2 separate regions of the Mus musculus genome follow, and region 2 is linked to region 1. A link is a contact called in public Hi-C data. All regions are on one chromosome and are shown on one strand. Each heading gives the region's core, a stretch centred on a gene start, on an enhancer-like site or on the middle of the called end of the contact. The rest is flanking DNA. Distances are from core to core; before and after follow the strand shown.

Region 1 (4,580 bases), core at 1,349-3,848:
GAGAGGTCGGCAGGCAAGCACTAGGAGAGATAATCTGAGTGCAGGAGGCAGAAGCATAGGGGAAACTGGCACCTGAGAAGATGCCCATGGCACCAGGAAGGCACTTACTAATCCCTGAGCCCACTAGGCTACCTGGAGAACTCAACTGCCCAAGGTTCAGACCCAGGCACATCTCACAACCCCGGCCATCCCTAGACAGTGTGCACATAAGCACAGGTCACCTGGGCAACCTTCTTAATAGAGGCTTGCAGCCTATTTTGGATCTCAACCCTCACATTCAATAACAGGCAAACTATTCTGTGATCTTGTTTCTCCTCTAAACTATGCTAAAACTACTGCTTACCCCACAGCCTCACCAGACTCCAGCAGAAACAGGCACCCAGGAAGCACTCTGGGTAAACACTTCCATTTACTGTGGCTGCACCCCAGCAGTCGCTCTCCTCATAGCAGAAAAGCCCTGGAGGTGTCCAGGACAGCATACCACCCCTTAGTCTCAGGAAGAAGGATGCGCATTTACTTAGCTAAGTGAATTTGCTAGGGAATGAGGAAGAAGTAGCCTCAAATAGCCTGTGGTCCAATGGCCCTGGGGCTGGGGCCCTTCAGTCCCTGGTTCTGAGAGAGCAGCGTATGCTGTCTAAGCAAAGGGATGGATATGATTGTTTCTCCTGCAGTGGTTGTCATCTCCCTCTCTCTTTCCTTTCTTTCTCTCCCCATCCATCCATCCATCCATCCATCCATCCATCCATCCATCCATCCATCCAATACAGGCCATAGGTCTGCTCGGAGGCAGCACTATTTTAAATGCTAAAATAGCAGCGGAGAATCACGAGATGAGACTCCCACCTGTTAACTGATCTGAGGAAGGAGCTCTCGGAACCAAGGGGCACAGGTTCCAGTGCCGGCTTCTTCATTTACTGCATGTGGTCACAAGGTGAAGTGTTTTGCTTCTAGTCACCCCCAGAATTCTTCTCAGGCAGAGTCTTCTCATATCCACACCTCAAGGCTCCTAATGGAGGCAACACATAGTGTACCCAGCCTGAACGAGGAGCTCAGAAAATAGGCTTCATGCCAGGTACCTAGGAGTATGCACGGGGTCAGAAGAAGATGGCTGCTCGTGGCTCTTCCTCTCTTTGCAGTACTTTGCAGATGCTTGCAAAGACACAATCTCTGGCTTCTTGAGTTTCCAGTGGTCTGATAACAGGAGGGTGCGGGGGAAAATGAATATTGGGACAAGCTTGATTTGGGGGGGGGGGGAACCAATGTTAAGAGAGGGAGACAAGGGTCTGAAGTAGCCAGGGGAAAGAGATGGAAGGATTAGGTAAAATCCGACTTTACTCACTGGGCAGAAGGGCTGCCAAAGCCGGCTCTTTTGTTTTTTGTAGACCCTGGTATCTCCTGTGTAAGAAACAGCAGAGCAGTGTGTCTCTCAACCTTCCTAACGCTGTGACCCTTTAACACAGTTCCTCATGTTGTGGTCGCCCCTAACCATAACATTATTTTCATTGCCACTTCGTAACTGTAGTTTTGCTGTTATCAATCGTAATGTAGATATCTGATATGCAGGATATCTGATGTGTGACCCACAAAGAGGTCACAATGCACAGGATGAGAACTGCTGTACTGGAGGTCATGATGGTGGGCCCAGCGTGCAGGCATAGAGCAGACCCAGCAGGCAGGGCAGGTTGCACCATGCCAGCTGGGCACGGGGGTGAGAAGTGGGCAGCTTGCGGCAGACCGTGACTCTTTTCCCTCCAGAGCTGGTCCCCAGCTTGTAAAGGCCAGACTCATTCTGGTTTTCCTTGATGGGCAACAGAGGCCAGGGGGGACCTGAGGGATGGTGAGTGGGGTGCCAATGGAAAATTACAGACCGCCAATCTCACTTCACACCCTCCACTGTTAAGACATTTTTTAGCAGATAAAGGGGAAGTCCACACAAAGGGAAATTTCCCTTTCTCCCCACAACTTCCCCTGTTTCCATCCCACTCGGCATTGAAGAAACATCTTGATGTTTCCAGAGGCCACAGGCTTTTTCGTATCCATGCTGTGAAGACTTGCCCAGAGAACCCTGTTTTGGAAAAATCCTCCCATCATTGCTGAGGGCACACACATTCCCCATGGGTGTGCACACTTGACAGCCGCCAGGCTGTTCCGGAGGAGTCTTTGGTTTGTGGTGCTGTGCTGGGCAGAATCTGAGTATCTGGATCCCAGAACCCCCACCGGAGCCTGCAACAAATACTGACAACTGTCCTTAAGAACCTGTGATTTTCCCAGCACAGCCATGTTGACTTTAACCCTCCACAGCAACCTTGAAAAGCACCCATTATCCACCTTTCCAAAGCGGGAAACTGAGGCTCAGAGTCTTCCTTGGCTGGGAGACCATGATAAGGGTCTGGGTGGGTGGGCTGAACCTTGGATCCTATTTGCATTTGCCTTCCTGGGATATGCAGGCTCTGGAGACTTCTCTAGGAAAATCCCAAGGAGAAGGCAGTGGCTGGGAAGGTCTCGAGCTTTGCAGGTACTTGGTGGAAAACTCCAGTCTGTGATTCACCCTCCTCCCATGCCCTCGTCACTGAGGCCAGCTCCCCTCCCAAGGTCCTCAGTGTCCAGCCTGAAAGTTGGTGGCTCCCATCCCACTGCTCTGGTAAGAGGGGCTGTACCTTGCCTAAGAAGGAGCCGGTAGTTGGGGTGGAGGTGAGGATAAGGGCGAAGGGCCAGGAGCAGGAGGAGAGAGGTCAGGGAGGTAGGGCTGCCTGAGGCAGCTGTTCAACAAGGTTCTGGGGGCTTCTTCTGGATAGTGCCCACTGGGAAGACACTAGTCAGGAGTGAGGGGCCCTGAGGGGACAGAGAGACAGGGTCATGAGGTTTCGTTCCCTGAGGGTGGATGGTGTAATCTAGGCTTATAGACTTCTCAATCTCTCTTGTTGCTTGTGGTATTTTGTCCCTTCACTTTCTACAGCCCCCCTTCCCTGGTCTGGCCATCCGTCTCAGGACCACTGGGTGGGTGGGGCTGTGGCGGGAGGGGGGGTTGGGGGGGGGAGGAGCAGGAGTACTGAAGGTGAGAATTCCTCTTCCAGGTCTGGAGACGCTTACTCATTCTGGAGCAGGAGTTCTAGCTGGGCTGAGAGACCAGGTGAGTGGGAAGAGCATGCGCAGAGCGCGCAGTCTGGTTATCATAGCCTCTGTACCCCTGAGTCTGGAGAGCTGAGGCTCAGGGCAGAGGCAAGACCCAGCAGAACTGTGTGTCTGGGCAGGAAGCAGGGAGCTGCGGTCCCCTGAGGCCACAGGGAGTCTGATGCCATCCTCACTAGCCACATAATGAAATTGCTCAGGGACAAGCCCCAGTAAGTAAGGAGAGTTCACAGATGGGGAACTGGCCCCGAGGAGGCGGGCCATCTGCCTGCCAGGGGAGGGCAGTCAGTTTTCAGAGCTAGGAAGGGTGAGTGGATGGATCTGGAACTACCTTCACAGGTTGGGGGCGCCTGCCTCTTGGTCAGCTAGGGCTAGAGCAGAAAGCGGGGCACCAGCTTGGGTGGGACTGGGTCTGAGGAGAGGGAGCTGGAGAAGATGTGGGCTGCCACTGTGGAGGGCAGCTGCCTACCAGGTGTGAAGGGCTACGAGCAGCCAGGCTTTGGGGCCATGCACACAGGTATGTGTGTGCAGAGGGACGTGACGGAATGGCATCGGTGTGTTCAGGGGTGGGTGCTGGTATGTGGGTATGGGCTGAAGTGGGACTGGGTCTCTTTCGTTTAGGGAAGGGAGCGGTGGTGCCTGGGTTGAACCCTAGCAGTATGTGGGGCGGGGAGGGTTTCTGGAGGTGTTTCCTAGAACCAGAGTGGGCTTCCATCTAATCTGTCCAGCTCCTGAGGAGAGAGTTAAGACTGTACTTGCTGGTCCTTTGAAGACAGAACCCAGGATTGGCTCAAGGGCACCCAAGTATGGTGAAGTCCCTCCCCTTCCCCTTGCTCAGCCTAGCAAAGCGGGTGGACAGCCTGCAGAGGAGATCTGTAGCTGTGGAGGTAACAGAGCTTGCGAAGGGGAACGAGTTGTCCTTGCTGTCACAGAATCATTCCTAGCAAACAGACTAGAGGTGGGGCGGGGGGGAGGGACCCTGGGGGCCGAGGCTGTGTTTTTGAATTTATTTGCTGTTGGTGTGGAGCTGGGCTGGGCTGGAACTTTACTGTCCTGCTTCGATTCTGAGATCTGGAGTTCTCACGCAGATGATATTCACTATCTGACCCATAAGAAGAATAGAGAGAAAAGGGGCCCTGTGCAGCGTGTTTGTACGGCTAACGTTCTCCTGGACATTCCTTCCCCTAGTCTAACATAGCTGTCCAGTGCTGTGGTTTCAGCCCTCTCTCCTCCCTGCTCACCGTGGCTCTGAGCCACCTCTCCTTTTGCCTGCCTTTGTTTTTATTCTGTGGTTCCACTCTTCCTCTCGAAAACGTTTTAAAGAATTTTTATTTGTTTATTTTTATGTGTCTGAATGTTTTGTGTGTGTCTCTGCACACTACATGTCTGGCGACTGAGGGAGCCAGAAGAGGAGTCCCCTGGGACTGAAGTTACAGGCAGTTATGAATCAC
Region 2 (4,580 bases), core at 1,053-3,552, 160 kb after region 1:
ACTATATAGCTGAGACCTTGTGTCCAAATGCTTATAAATACACAAGATAAAAATCTTCCAGCCCCTGCACAACTCCAAGGCTAGCGCCATATTGTAAGGGCAGAAAGACTGAATCTGGATTCTCTATTCGCTGCCTTGTATTGATTTTACCACAAAAGTAAAGGCTAAAAGTCAGATATATTTATTTTCTCACAGTTCCTGTATAGGTCAGGAGATGGATCGTGGCTTAGCTGGGTCCTTGTTACGGCTTAAATAAAGATGTCCATAAGAAAGAAAGTAGACTTGTGGGTGCTAGGAGCCGGTAGGGGAAAAAGATCCGTGATGGCAAAGTTTGGGAACAGAATACAGTGGCTTATATCCTGACCCTCCCGAGGCTGAGGGAGGAGTTTTTACAACTTTGAGACCAGTTTGGATTACACAGCAAGTTCCAGGCTACCCTTAGCTATATAGCAAGGTATTGTCTCCAAAAACAAACCAGGTTTTGGGTTCATCTAGTGGTGATTGTCACCTAACCTTATGAACATACTCAAGGTACTGATACTTCAGAATAGGCTTCTAATCTGGGGCCTACTTGGGCAGGAGTATGCTGCTAAGCTGTTACAGTTATTTTGATCATCAACCTGAGAGGATGTCTATTCTATTATAAAGGAGACACACTATGTCTGTGAGGGGAGATTCACCCTGAATGTGTACAGCACCATTCCATGTCCTGGAGTGAGTAAACTCTCAATAAAGTGGCTGAATGAAATGGGGAAAGGGAGAAAATGACCTAGTACTAGCATTCATCTCTCTTTGCTTCCTGACTGTAGACACAATGTGACCAGCAGCCTTGAACTCCTGCCTCCACGCCCACCCTGCCATGATGGGCTGTATCCCCAGGACTATAAACTGAAGCACACTTCTTTCCCTTGAAATGCTTCCATCAGTACTTTGTCAGAGTAATAAGAACATAATTAATACTCCGGCAAAATATTCATTGACTCCTCTGTGACTGGAACATGGCGGTAATACTGGGAATTTGAGGGAAAACACCTCCCAGCATGGGCTGTTGGTTTTATGCAAACAGGCCTTGGCGCCAACCACATAATAGGCTGTGGCTTGCTCCGTGTAAGAAGATATTAACTTTGTCTGCTGGAGTCGGCTCTGCACCCTCATCCTGCCAAGCCACCTAAAGATCCTTTCTCTGCTTTGCTAATTCTTTTCCTCCACTCCTGGCTAGATTTGTGTCCCTCTGTTTAGTCTTGATGACTGGAGGAGTTCTGCCCAATATAAAGATGATATGAGCAATGAGTGTAGTTAAAATCTCCGGTAGTTACATTACAATTTTAAGTGAAATTAAATTTAATAATCTAACCCAATATAGTCCAAACATCATCATTCCAACACACATTAATATGAAAATATTAATGAAGGACTTGAAAAATATCTTTTTAAAAATATTAAACCCTAGAAGTTTTGGGTTATTTTAGAATCATAGCACATCTCAGTTTATATGTTAAGTTTTTATTGGAAATTCATGTTCCGTATTTAGACTGCAGGTTTACATTGGAAATGTAGATTAGCAGATTTAAATGGTCTCATCCATACGTATGAATTTCCAAATAACCCAGTGGAGTATCAGTTTTAATTTTTATTTTAGCATTATTCATGTTAACAGGACAGCTCAGGTGCTTTGTCACAAGGCTATCATTCTGAGTGTTCAGCATATACATGTGACAAGCAGCCATACAGGATAGTCCCCCTGTTGCCTGGTCCCAGCTCTGCCACCCAGCTCTGGTGTTATCCTCCCACCTAGACCATCTTCCGTTTGAACTGCCATCTCTGAGTATAAACACATGCGCACAAAGAAGGGAAATCTCCTACTGACTATTCATGCTCAAGAAATTGAACTTTTAGAGTCAGAGACAATTGCTTTCTTATCTAGCAATACCTCAAAATCCCAGATTATGATTTTCATCAGTCCTGAGAATGGAGGTCTTTCAAGGTCCCTTCGACATAAAAGGTGGGGACCATATTAACCATGAGGAGTACAATAAAGCCTCTGATAAATGAGTTAGATAGTGTTGGTGCCTGTGGAGGTGGGCAGCTTTACACATGTGCTTCGCTCTGTTGGAACAATCTGGTTGTTAAATAAGGGCCTTAAGGCATCCATTCGCATTTCACACTTTAAATTTTTCATCATTTAAATTCCTTCCTTCAGGTTGATAATTTTTCGTTCAAGCTTCAGATCTCTGGCTAGCGTTGGCTTGATTTGCATAATCCCACCTCTGACATTTAGTCCCACCCCTTAGGGCCTCCTCCTTCCTGTTGGCGCCGGGCAGCTCCTGTTGAGCATCAGCAGTGCCCCAGCCCTCTCCAGGCAGCCACCCAGCTCTCTCTCTGGGAAGAGGCTCATGCTGTTGCTGCCATGGCCACTGCTGCTCTGCTTCATGATGCTCAGCTAATCCTCCCTGAGCTGTTGCAAGGATTAATCCTGCGGCCCTGGGCCCAGCTCCTGCATGTGTGGGATTTGTGGGCACAACCAGCAAGAGCAGGGCGCAGCATCTGTAATGCAAATCTAGGCAGGGTGCTAGGCTCCTGGGAGCAGCTTCTAGATTCCTGGGTTCGCGCAGAATAGCAAGATGGGTCAACCAGACCCTCTGGGTATGACCTTAAGTCTAAGAGCCTTAGAGCTGAGAGGAAAGTCTTGGATCCCCAATTTCTGCCTGGATATGCAGACATGTGCGTGCATGCACAAACACAGACATATGTTTGTTCCTTTCTTGCATCCTTAATGCTGATTCATCAACCTCATTCTGACTTCGCACAACGGACACTGACGACTTATTGCATTAAAAGTATATTTTTATGATAGTGTATGTGTATATTAACGTTATGTATTGAACCATCTTTCTGCCTCCAAAGCTTGCTTTTCTTTTTGATATTAATTAATATCTTGCTGCAGGCTTCAGGCACCGTGCCTATTGGAGAAGTCAGCTTGGCCCATGGCCCCTGCTTAATTCCACAGCTCATGTACAGAAGGTGGGGGTGAGCTGGTAGAAGAGCCGGAAGGTGCTCAACTGGGTCATTCTGGGCTCAGAGAGGGATAACCAAGCTCCCTGACAGCTGTCTAGAAGGAGGTGCCCAGGAAAGCCAGTCACTGCAGAGGAGGCTGCATTGTGGTTTTGTGGAGTCCATCTTACTCCCTCACTCCCTGCTACATGCCAGTAAGTGTGAACAGGTCTGAGGGATGACTTCTTCCAAACTAAGTGCAGACGTCCTCTGAGAGCACAGGAGAGGCTCCTCTCTAAGTACTGGGGCAGTGCACTTGACAATAATGTTTATTAAGAGGTAGGGCTGAGACTAGGTGATGAATGGATGTGAGGATTGCAAAGCCCACCTGGGCAACATAGTTTCTGTTTTAAAGAAGAATAAAGGACTGGGCTTGCTGGTGTATGCCTTTGATCCTAGCATCCAGGAAGCAGAGGCAAGCTGAGACTCTCAACCTAGTGAGTTCCAGGCCAGACAGGGTTGAATAGTGAGACCTTGTCTGAAAGAGAGAAGTGGGGATGGAGGAAGAAAGAGAGGGAAAGAGAGGAGAGAGGAGGGGAAATAAATAAAGAGATGCTGACCTTGGCCAGGTGTTTAAATCTCAAAGCCATATTTTTCTCTACCTGAAGAGAGAATGAAGATAATGTTTTCCTTACCAATTTCTTGAAAATATAGGATACATAGTTAAAACACAAGAGACTCTACAAGCTCCAGACTCCCAGAGGTTGGGAGGTCTGAAGACTGCTGCTGTATCAAAGGGAAACCAAGAGCCAACAACTGGTGAAGAGAGAGGCTTATTTACAGTCAGGGCCAGAACTGGGGGAAAGAAAATTCTGCCTCTCCTGTCTTTCCTGCAGGAAGGTTACAGCTTTATACAAAAGATGAAGCAAAAGCCAGGAAATAGGTACAGTGTAGCTGTGAGTCAGAGCCTTGTGACATCTCTTCCTGCTAGACAATCCCTCCCCCTCTGCTGCCAGGTAACATCCTATTCTCTCTCTGCAGACTTTCCTGAGGCTCCTCTCACCCCTCGGCCCAGCCTTTCTAAGCCCGGAGACACTGTTACACCAAACCTGTTAGGAAATTAGATTATTAGTAAAATAGGTGAACTAAACGTCCCACCTTTTCTTCCACAATATGGATACCCCGATTTCAATGTGATTGTATCCTATGTAAATTACCCAGTGCATAGCCTGGCAAAGGCTAAGATTATCCAGCAGTTATCTACCACAGTAGTCTAGTTCCCATCCATGTCTGCCTTCATTCCCGCCCCTCTGCCTTTGGTTACCAGACTGAATACAGTTTAGTCTCCTCCCACCCCACCCCACTTGTTCTTTCTCTCATCACCTCCTTGGGGGATGATGACTATAGTAGAATGGCTAGTTTCTTTTAGGTCCATTGTAGACTACAGTTCCCAGGATCCCTTGGAATAGGAAGTAGCCATTAAGCAAGCTGTAGCCAATGAAAGGGGACTAGGGGTTGTTGCTGCTTCTAGGCAGGCTTGCAAACTACAGGCTTTTTCTCATTGTAAGTTCTGTTTCCAGGCAGATAGC

Evidence for each region. A called contact is a pair of places that touch in the nucleus more often than the background predicts.
Region 2: a contact with region 1 is called in a Hi-C map of the N1E-115 cell line, with 2.0 times the contacts expected there. The contact joins the enhancer-like site here to the promoter of Slc6a12 in region 1. A contact is called at or near these places in 8 of 39 promoter capture datasets (3T3-L1-derived adipocytes, Sertoli cells, cranial neural crest and 3 more), 1 of 484 Hi-C or Micro-C datasets (the N1E-115 cell line), 2 of 115 datasets of contacts at active chromatin or transcription factors (both in embryonic stem cells) and 1 of 9 other capture datasets (embryonic stem cells).

The regions. Positions count from the first base shown.
Region 1 is chr6:121,339,976-121,344,555 of GRCm38.p6, forward strand. Slc6a12 (solute carrier family 6 (neurotransmitter transporter, betaine/GABA), member 12) reads left to right here and starts at 2,599. Exons shown (of 16, transcript NM_001381903.1): 1 at 2,599-2,641; 2 at 3,075-3,130.
Region 2 is chr6:121,496,954-121,501,533 of GRCm38.p6, forward strand. No RefSeq gene overlaps it. Among named protein-coding and RNA genes, the nearest start is that of Iqsec3, 26 kb to the left of the region's middle. Within about 2 kb of position 2,303, at least 30 of the 459 cell types and tissues checked have an H3K27ac peak or open chromatin away from gene starts, as enhancers often do. A contact at or near this core is called in the N1E-115 cell line, where this site is marked.